Regions from separate parts of the Danio rerio genome. Here region 2 is linked to region 1. The links are chromatin contacts, called in public Micro-C maps. All regions are on one chromosome and are shown on one strand. The core of a region is the stretch at or near the end of the contact, and the rest is flanking DNA. Distances in the headings are between cores, read along the strand shown. Region 1 holds the start of mgat5 (alpha-1,6-mannosylglycoprotein 6-beta-N-acetylglucosaminyltransferase). Region 2 holds the start of ccnt2b (cyclin T2b).

The links. Hi-C and Micro-C count contacts between places; a contact is called where the count stands out from the background.
Region 2: a contact with region 1 is called in a Micro-C map of caudal fin, with 4 times the contacts expected there. The contact joins the promoter of ccnt2b here to the promoter of mgat5 in region 1. A contact is called at or near these places in 3 of 18 Hi-C or Micro-C datasets (caudal fin, hematopoietic stem cells and an unstated tissue) and 1 of 4 datasets of contacts at active chromatin or transcription factors (embryo).

What each region holds. Positions count from the first base shown.
Region 1 is chr22:11,629,083-11,633,741 of GRCz12tu, reverse strand. mgat5 (alpha-1,6-mannosylglycoprotein 6-beta-N-acetylglucosaminyltransferase) reads right to left here and starts at 2,265. Exons shown (of 17, transcript NM_001045311.1): 1 at 2,174-2,265.
Region 2 is chr22:11,819,788-11,824,691 of GRCz12tu, reverse strand. It overlaps ccnt2b (cyclin T2b), which reads right to left and starts at 2,401. Exons shown (of 9, transcript NM_212586.1): 1 at 2,207-2,401; 2 at 1,486-1,567; 3 at 1,161-1,289. The coding sequence starts at 2,367. It overlaps tmem163b (transmembrane protein 163b), which reads left to right and starts at 4,359. Exons shown (of 8, transcript NM_001423848.1): 1 at 4,359-4,854. The coding sequence starts at 4,671.

The DNA of each region.
Region 1 (4,659 bases), core at 1,016-3,515:
CAAAGTCAGCCTAGAATTACAATTAAACCATATTATATAATTACCCTTGTCTACACAAAATGCTTCACAAACTGTCATGGGACTCAACCCTAAAACCTTTCATCTGACACCCAGCTCTCCATTTCCTTCACCAAAGTCACCCTAGAATTGCAGTTACAATATATTGTATAACTATACTAGACTACAAAGTAGGCTTCATAAACTGTTCTGGGACTCAAACCCAAAACCTTCAAGTTTTTCTCCTCAGCACTTTAATCATTACTACACCAAAACCATCCTAGAATTACAATTACAGCATATCATATAACTATGATGGTGTAAACCACTGGCTTCACAACTGTTCTGGACCTTAACCCCAAAACCTTCAGTTTCTCAACTAAGCTGTTTAATTACATACCAAAAGACACCCTAAAATACAGTTTCAAAAGTTCGCCCTTAGCTGATGACTGATTATGGAGCGTGATTGGCATGCTGTTCTGGGAGAGAGCCCTGAACTCATGAGATCCTCGAGCCCGGGGCTCCCTCCTGTTGCAGGGTGAGAGCGGAGTCTGAGTTCAGGTAGGTCTCGAGAACTCCCCTGCTTGATAATGTTGGAAGTAGATTAATGCTATGAAGTGTCTATGCTGTCAATTTAGATTTGTCAATTTACTTATGTCACACGTTTTTGGTCTGTTGGAGGAAACCGGAGAGCCCGGTGAAAACCCATGCAAACACAAGGAGAACATGCAAACTCCGCATAGAAATGCCGACCTGGCCAGAAAGAGTCTGAGCTGGTGACATTCTTGCTGTGCAACCGTGGTGCTAACCACTAGGCCTCCGTGCTGCCCTGACAAGGAAATGGGAGGAGTAGGAGTGGAAGGGGGGATTCTTCAAGATGAAGATGGCTGAAGTAAGATACTCTGGTTATTTATAGTGGTTAAGGAGTCTTCTGATCAAATCAGTGTTAGCTAATGCGGACCAGGTGCTATCAATCATAATCACGTGCTCCTCTCGAAATTAGTTTATAAATAAACTTTACTTAATGTTTTTTAAAAACTGAACCAATTACAGTACAAATACTTATTTAAGTGATTTGTTAAAGGCCTAGAACGATCCAAATCCAGACCCGAATCCAAATGTTGTAGGTTTGATGCAACACATGAGTTTACCACAGGTTATTTTATAATGCACTTCAGAAGATCACTGTAGCATGATCTGATCTCATGTTACTTTAGTTTCTAAACCATTGCACCAAATGATTACCATACTTAAATACCACAGTATTTACATGCATTTGTACTACAGGACATTTTTAAGAAGACAAAATGTAAATGTTTAAAACATGATAATAAAGGAGTACAAAATGGTTATTCAGCATAACTGGCTGTGACATCTCACAAGTCCCTTTTTATAAACTGGTATTTCTGGGACTTGACCCCAAAAAACCTTCAGTTTGTCATCTCAGTTCTTTAACTACTCCACCAAACACAATACCAGAATTAAATTTAACTTGAACAGTTGTGAATAATTACACCAATAGCAGAACATAAACTGATGTGGCTTAAAGGTTACAGGCCTTGGATGGGAAGCCAAATGTTGTAGGTTTGAAACCTGAGGTAGATCCGATCACCAATTTACCCTTGAGCAAGACACTTTACCTCAGGCTACTTAATAATACGACTTTAAAGAAACGCTGTTGTGTTACCACGGTAAAGTGTTGGTTGACACATAACACTTTGACTTTAATCTAGCTTACAGACATCTGTTTTCGTACAACGCTTTTCTAACGTTCTGTACCATAGTAAAGTCACATAAAGGAGCACTAATGACACTGTTTAGACATCACATCGCTATACTACCGCGGTTGCTTATAGATGTATAACTGTAGCACCATATTCTCGGAAGTACCCGTGTTAAAAGCATGATACATTCATTTCAATACATCAAAGTACGAATGTTTCGCCATGTATGAGCGACACAGGAATGGCATATATTGCTCCTATAGGGGTTATTTGTAATGCTGTAGTTTAATAAGGTGTTAAACACCTAATGTGCAGATTTTAGCGCATAAACAACATAAATAAACACGTATATCACACACATATGCGCGAGTTCCGCAGTGGACTGCAGCGCACCAAACGCGCCCTGCTTTCATTACATACGCGTTTATAAGGAAAACCGAACAAACACCCACCTGATTTGAGATTTGGGGTGATGATATGGACGTTAAATGCTGTGGAAAAGCCGGTGGTTTCACTGTGATCGGCGTCAGTGTGGATCCACGCACCTGACAACAGTCGGTGTGTTTCGTTTCGCTGTCTGATCACATTCAACACAAAGAGCGTCGAGACGCACAGAGGACGCAGGGAGCGTGGCGATTTTACGTACGACGTCGGAAAGCGTAAAAACTTTCCTAATGCGCTCTCTGAGGACCCCTAACTTCATAGAACCACACAGGTGGAATGATTGTTCAATTAATTAGTTCAATTACGTTAGAAATTGATTTCAGGCAGCCTAAATTGACCTTAATCACACCAAAATTGAAGGAGGAATCAAGTTAGGTGGAATCAAGTTAACCTACAATCCTACATTAACATGACAAATACACTGTACATTGAAACCTACAAATGTATCTCTAAATAAATGTAAATCTATAAATGTCACTCATTTTGAACAATATTAATTCAGACAATATGAGTTTACAATAAATGGCAGATTCGTGGTTCAACAAATCATTTAGAATCTTTCTGGGTGAATAATTGGCTTGATTACAGGCCTAACCATACTTGAGTTTAGCTCACTAGCAGGGTCGGATTGGCCATCTGGCAAATGTCAGAAGGGCTGGACAATTTTTTAAATGTGGGCCGGTCATTTTTATTTTTTAATATGTATGGTTTTTACATGCAGGCAGCTTTTATCTCTTGCAAGATGTGAATATGATGATGATGATGATGATGAGGATAGTAATAATAATAATAATGAAGTTCTGCACAAGACTTTTGGCCAGCGGAGAAATTAAAATGGTCATGCCCAACTGAGTCTGGTTCTCTCAAGGTTTTTTTTCTTCACTCCCATCAGGTGAAGTTTTTTTTCCCTCTCCGCTGTCGCCACTGCCTCGCATGGTTCAGGATTGGTAGAGCTACGCATCGATGAATTTGCTCTTCAGTGTTTGAACTCTCAGTAATGATTAAATCACACTGAACAGAGCTAAACTGAACTGAACTGAACTTAAACACTAAAACCTGAACCACACTGTTCCAGTTACTATGACCATTCATGTGAAGCTGCTTTGACACAATCTACATTGTAAAAGCGCTATACAAATAAAGCTGAATTGAATTGAATAATAATAATAATAATAATAATAATAATATCTGGCTGGTTTTGAGATGGGCCGACCCAATCAGAGGTTACGTGGACATAATCAAAATCTGGTAAAGAATGTCAAAACAGTAAGTGCAACACAAGCTAATTGTCAGAAATGGACCATGTCATATGGCTTTTATCATTTCACCATATGTACACCAATGGTGGGGCTGTGTCAGTGTGAAAATGTGGTCTACAGTGCCAGGGCTAAATTTTTGTCCCAGTCCGCCCCTGCTCACTATTCTGGTTTTAAAGGGATGTTCATCCCTAATAAGACTTGTTCACATTCATTCACTTTCTTTTCGGCTTAGTCCCTTTATTAATTTGGGATCGAACAGCGTAATGAACCGCCAACTTATCCAGCATGTATTTTAAGCAGCGGATGCCCTTCCAACTGCAACCCATCACTGGAAAACACCCATACATACTCATTCACACACTAACACTACAGACAATTTAACTTACCTTTGGACTTTGGACATGCCAACACGGGGATAACATGCAAACTCCACACAGAAATGCCAACTGACCCAGGCGAGGCTGTGTGAGATTGTGCTACCCACTACGCCCCTATTCTTGACTTGTCACAAACCTATCTAAGTTTCCTTTTTTTCTGATAAACACAAAATAACTGATTATTTTGAAAATGTTAAACATGTAATCATCGACTTTCATTGTTTTCCTAGCATGATAAGTCAATGGTTACAGGTTTGTAACATTTTTCAAAATATATTATTTTGTGTTCAACAGAAATTTAAACTTATGTATGTTTGAAATGACTAGACTCAGGTTTCTCAGTAGCGGATGGCATCATAATTGGGTAAACTTAGAGCGCGTGAATGGGAGAGTAGGCTACAACAAATAATTTTTACAACCCTATTTGCTGAAATAAAAGAAAAACTCAACTATGGTGTTATCAAGACTTTCAGAAAAAAAGATAAATCTACTGTGAGACTGATGACGGCAGCCAGAGGAGAGAATAACATCAAATTTACTTTCGCCCCCATAGACGCTGCATTACAAACCCCTCACATACTGTAAGTGGCAATTCGTTACTTGAAATTTGACAAAAAGATAGCCTAATACATACATAAATGCATATAAATGTCCATACGTTTTTTTTTTAAATCAACATATTTAAAACTTTCAAGGATTTAAGACTATACTGACCATTAAACACATAATAACAGTCTTGTGAAAAGAGTCCCTTGAGGGTGAGACAATGGTGACCCTGCTGAAAAATCCAGTTTAAATCAGCCTAGGCTGGTTGGCTGGTTTTAGCTGGTTGACCAGCCTGGTTGTAGAGGGGTTTTG
Region 2 (4,904 bases), core at 1,152-3,651, 190 kb before region 1:
GCGTAAACTTGAAACGTTTGCAAATATCATGATTTATTCTTGCAAGCTGCCTGGTGTGAATGCCCCATAAGAGTTATATCAAGTCTGTGTGAGTTCTAATGCCCCAGTATAGTGAGCGTCGTCTTTCGGATGAGACATTAAACTGAGGTCCTGACTCTCTGTGGTTGTTAAAAATCCTCGGCATTCTGGCCAAATTTGCCCACTGGCCTCTGTCCATCATGGCCTCCTAACCATCCCCATATCATAATTGGCTTCATCTCTCTGTCTCCTCTCCACCAATAAGCTGGTGTGTGTGATGTGCGGTCTGGTGCAAAATGGCTGCCGTCGCATCATCCAGGTGGATGCTGCACACTGGTCATGGATGAGGAGATAACCCCTATTGTTTAAAGCGATTTGAGTGCCCAGAAAATCGCTATATAAAGGTAAGGAATTATTATTATCATTATTATTCAGTTATTGGCATAAGTCTGATGGGAGTTTACAATTTGAATATTTGCATTTTTTGTTACAAAAACACATCAATTTGCTTCATGGAACATGTGTTAAACCCCTGGCACCATATGGGTTTGTTTGATGACAGATTTATGATCATTTTTGAGATTTCAATATAAAAGCCATTACAAAACACTATGGAAAAGTCAGGATACAATTTAAAACTACTTTGTTTGTCTGACAATGTCATATACAGCAAGGAAGCCTTGAGGGTGCGTAAATTATTGGGAAAATTTATATCTGGGTTAAATATACCTTTAAAATAAAAAAATTAAAAACACAATGTCTTTCTTGTATAACCCTTATTTACTTTCAAGTTAAAAAAGGCAAACTTTTGGTGTCGACATTAAAATTTAAGAACATTTCTCTAATATTTTCTAAAACCTAGGCCATTTGGATCAGAGAAAAAAAAAAAATAAATCACCCAAATTAACCCTCCTGTCCTGCATTACTTCATACAAATTGTTTGACTGAGGAAATGCCACCTAATGCTTTTCTTTTATTTAAAAGAAAATCTAATTTGCAGCTCAAAAAACTGAATGTATATTTTATCTCACTGACCCCACTTCCACGCGGCAGAACATAGTCAGCTATCTAAGATGATTCATCACCATGGCATCCAACAAAGCACAGCAAGAAACTACAATACTCTTAACCCTCATACTCACACTGCTCTTGGAGTCCAAAGGAGGGTCGTGAGGGTTCAGGCAAGCATGCGCTACTTTAATGACATGTTCAAGTTTTCTGGGTTGCTCCTCTACTTTAGCAGCCAAAAATAGTGTGGTGGGAGAAATGATCTGATTGGAGAGAACAAAACACGAGATTAACTTACAGGAAAATAAACAAATCAAAAATCAGCAGTAGAAAATGGTCACCATTTGGAATTAAATCAACCCTGGAAGATCTTACATTATAATAGATGGTCAAATACGACATTTAGTGTGATTAAATCATAATCAGTAGGAAATAAACACAAACAAAAGGCATACTCACATTTCTATGGAATTTAGTAAAGGAATTAAGCATGTAAAACCGGTGCATATAGACGATTGCAGTGTTTATTGTAAGCTGGGATCTGAATCATTTGATCAAGGAAGAAAACACAAGCACAACACAGCGAAGAAGACTTATGTAACATACATAGACATAATATTCATTATTCAGAAATTTCAAAACCACCACTATGGCACCAAAACACTATATAGTACCAATTTACTTTAAAACAAGAGAAGCTGCTCAAAAATAAACCACACAAAAAAGAAACAAAGACTAAAGTTCACATCTACAGACAATAACCCATCACGTAATAAGGAAACGTAATGAGTCAAGCCATTGTACGCCATTACTTAAGTCTAAATCACTCTTAATCCATTGAACACACTACTATTGACGTAAATATGAGATTAAATTGAACAATATTCATAATATTGTCGTATTAATCCACTATTATAGTTTTTATTGTATACATAAAGCATAAAAAGCTAAATCACCTTTCTGTCATTCACGCACATCCATTTCACACAATGACCCACTTTCTACCTCAGGATATACTTTATAATCGATTAACCACGACATTTATGTAAAAACGTGTGATTGTAACGCGTAAAACGTCGTATTTCATCCACCACATTTTTTCTCTTGATCAAAAGCGGCAGCGTGCTAATATGCTAACGGCTAAGTCGAGTCACAATGCGACTGTTTTTCTGAAGGATACACGTTTAATCTCTGTCCCATGTCCTGGATCAGGTTGGCGGCTTGCTGTCGGTAGGAGAGCTCGCGGTCGGGCTCGACTCCGCAGCGGCGGGACGGCGTGTTCTCGAACTGTTCTCGGGTGAAGAGCCATTTGCTGGAGCCCCGCTGCACCGCCGCCATCATCCCACCCGCTTCCGCCCGCAGCGCGCTCTACATCACAGTGACGTCACGAGCGCGAGGAAAAAACGCTGCAGCGACGCGAGCTGTACGGAGGGGATACCAACAATTATACATCTGTCACCATTAACTATGCTCACTATCCACTTGTTCACATCACAACCAGTAACAAATACAAATACTCAAATTAATGTAATTGAGAAGTTTTAAAAATGTGTACATTTACTTTCACTTGAGTACATTTTTAGTGCTGCATCGGTACTTTTCTTCCACTATTTTCCTTCAATCTGCAGTCACTACTTCATTACTTTATAGTCTATGGTGATTGGCTAAAGTAGAAAAATCAGTCCTTTAATTCCTGTCCAATCAAACCACACATAGAAAGTAAATCGCATCTAAACCTTTTGGAAGCATTAAAAATGTCCAAGAATATGTCCAAAATCTTTACACACTTTGACCCAAAGACCTGATCAGAAAATGAAGGATGTCCGCCAAACACTGAAAATCACCAAACAACATAAAGCAATCACTAAATGGAGTAAAAGAAAAATAGAAAGAAGGGCCAAATGAAGGAAGGACCGAACAAGGAATGAAAGAAAGGACAGAATGAAGGAAGGATCAAACTAGTGAAGGAGGACCAAATTAATGATGGAAAGATTCAAGGAAGGACTGAACAAACAAAGGAAGGAAGGAACGAACAAACATATGAACAAAGGGCCTAATGAAGAAAGGAACAAAAATATGAACAAACGAACGATTGCATGAGCAAACAAATAAAGGGAGGAAAGAAGGAAGGACCAAATGGATGAAGGAAGGATTCAAGGAAAGACTGAACAAACTAAGCAATGAACAAACAAACAAAAGAATGAATGCAAGAACAAAGGACCTTATGAAGGAAGAAACTAAAATGTGAATAAACGAACGAATGAATGAGCGAACAAATGAAGGGAGGAACGAAGGAAGGACCAAATGAATGAATGAAGGATTCAAGGAAGGACTGAACCAACCTAAGGAATGAACAAACAAAAGAATAAATGAATGAATGAACAAAGGATCTAATGAAGAAAGGAAAAAAATATGTATAAACAAACAAACGAATGACTGAGCAAATGAATGACGTGAGGAAGGAAGGAAGGAACAAATGAATAAAGGAAGGAACGAACAAATGAATGAATAAAGGAAGGAAAGAACAAACGAAAGGAAGGAATATAGAAAAATAACTGAATGTACTACAGAATGTTACGTTTACAAATCCCTGGACAAACTGCATGTAAATGCATTAACTTTTCACAGTGTAATTGAATACTTTTGAAAAGGCTACTTTTAACTCATAACTATTTACAACACTTTTAATCCACTTGCACTACATTTTTGGGCAAATAATGGTACTTTAAGTATGATTTTTCAGTACTCTTTCCACCTCTGCATATTACACACACAGGTCTGTGTAAAAGACTTGTTGTTTATGTTATTATTATTGTTTAAAAAAATGCAAAAATCTATTTGAGTCTCGTCCAACATATTAATAATTAAAAATAATTATATAAATGTATTATTAGTAGCCTGATAAGAGCTATTTTACGTTATTTAAGATTATTCCTTTGTCAGCAAGAGGATTTTATTTGGACAGACTTGTTTACAGCTCAGTCAATAACTGCAATAAACACAAGATGTCGCTAATGCACCAATACTTCACTGATTCAGTTAGGAATTACTTTTTATTTATAATACACACCTTTTTACCAGCAAATGAATCAATCTAAATAATCTATAAACCAGTCCATCTCCAAGTTGCTAAACTATTGATGATGATATATATATATATATATATATATATATATATATATATATATATATATATATATATATATATATATATATATATATATATATATAGGAAAAACAACACACATAAAAAATCACAATAATATGGTCTACTGACCAAAAATATATGTAGCCTATTTTCTCTCAGATGTAGGCGATTTAAACGAGTGTTTTACGAGTGGATTTAACACGAGCAGAGGGTTATTTGCTCACGCGTCACCAGCTCCCCCCCAGACAGAACCTCACGTCCACAACTTTTTTATTTAATGTCCATACTTCCCGCATGTTTCTGACACCTTGCCGTTGTTTATAAAGTACAGTTCGCACGTGCGTGTTTTTAATTAGCGCGCGCGTGTGTGAGAGAGCGCGCGCGCCCGTCCGCGATGCTCTGAACGGCTCCCCGGCAGTGCGCGCCTTCTCCGCTCGCGTCCAGGTGTGACATTTTTCGGATGCTTCTAGACATTTGAACCCGGGCCCCAATCATCATGACGGACTCCTCCTCTGCCTCTGACCCCACGGCCGGTCCTGTAGACCCCGGTCCCGCTCCTTCTGCCCCGGATCCAGCTCTGGAGGATCCAGCATCGACTCCCGCCAACGGACACCATCCGAATCAAGCGGACAGTTTTAACATGGAGCAGCAGATGAAGATCGGGGAGCCGGAGGATAACGGTACGAGTTTTGAAGGGCTTAGATACTCTTGGTTTGGGGTATTTTTGTGA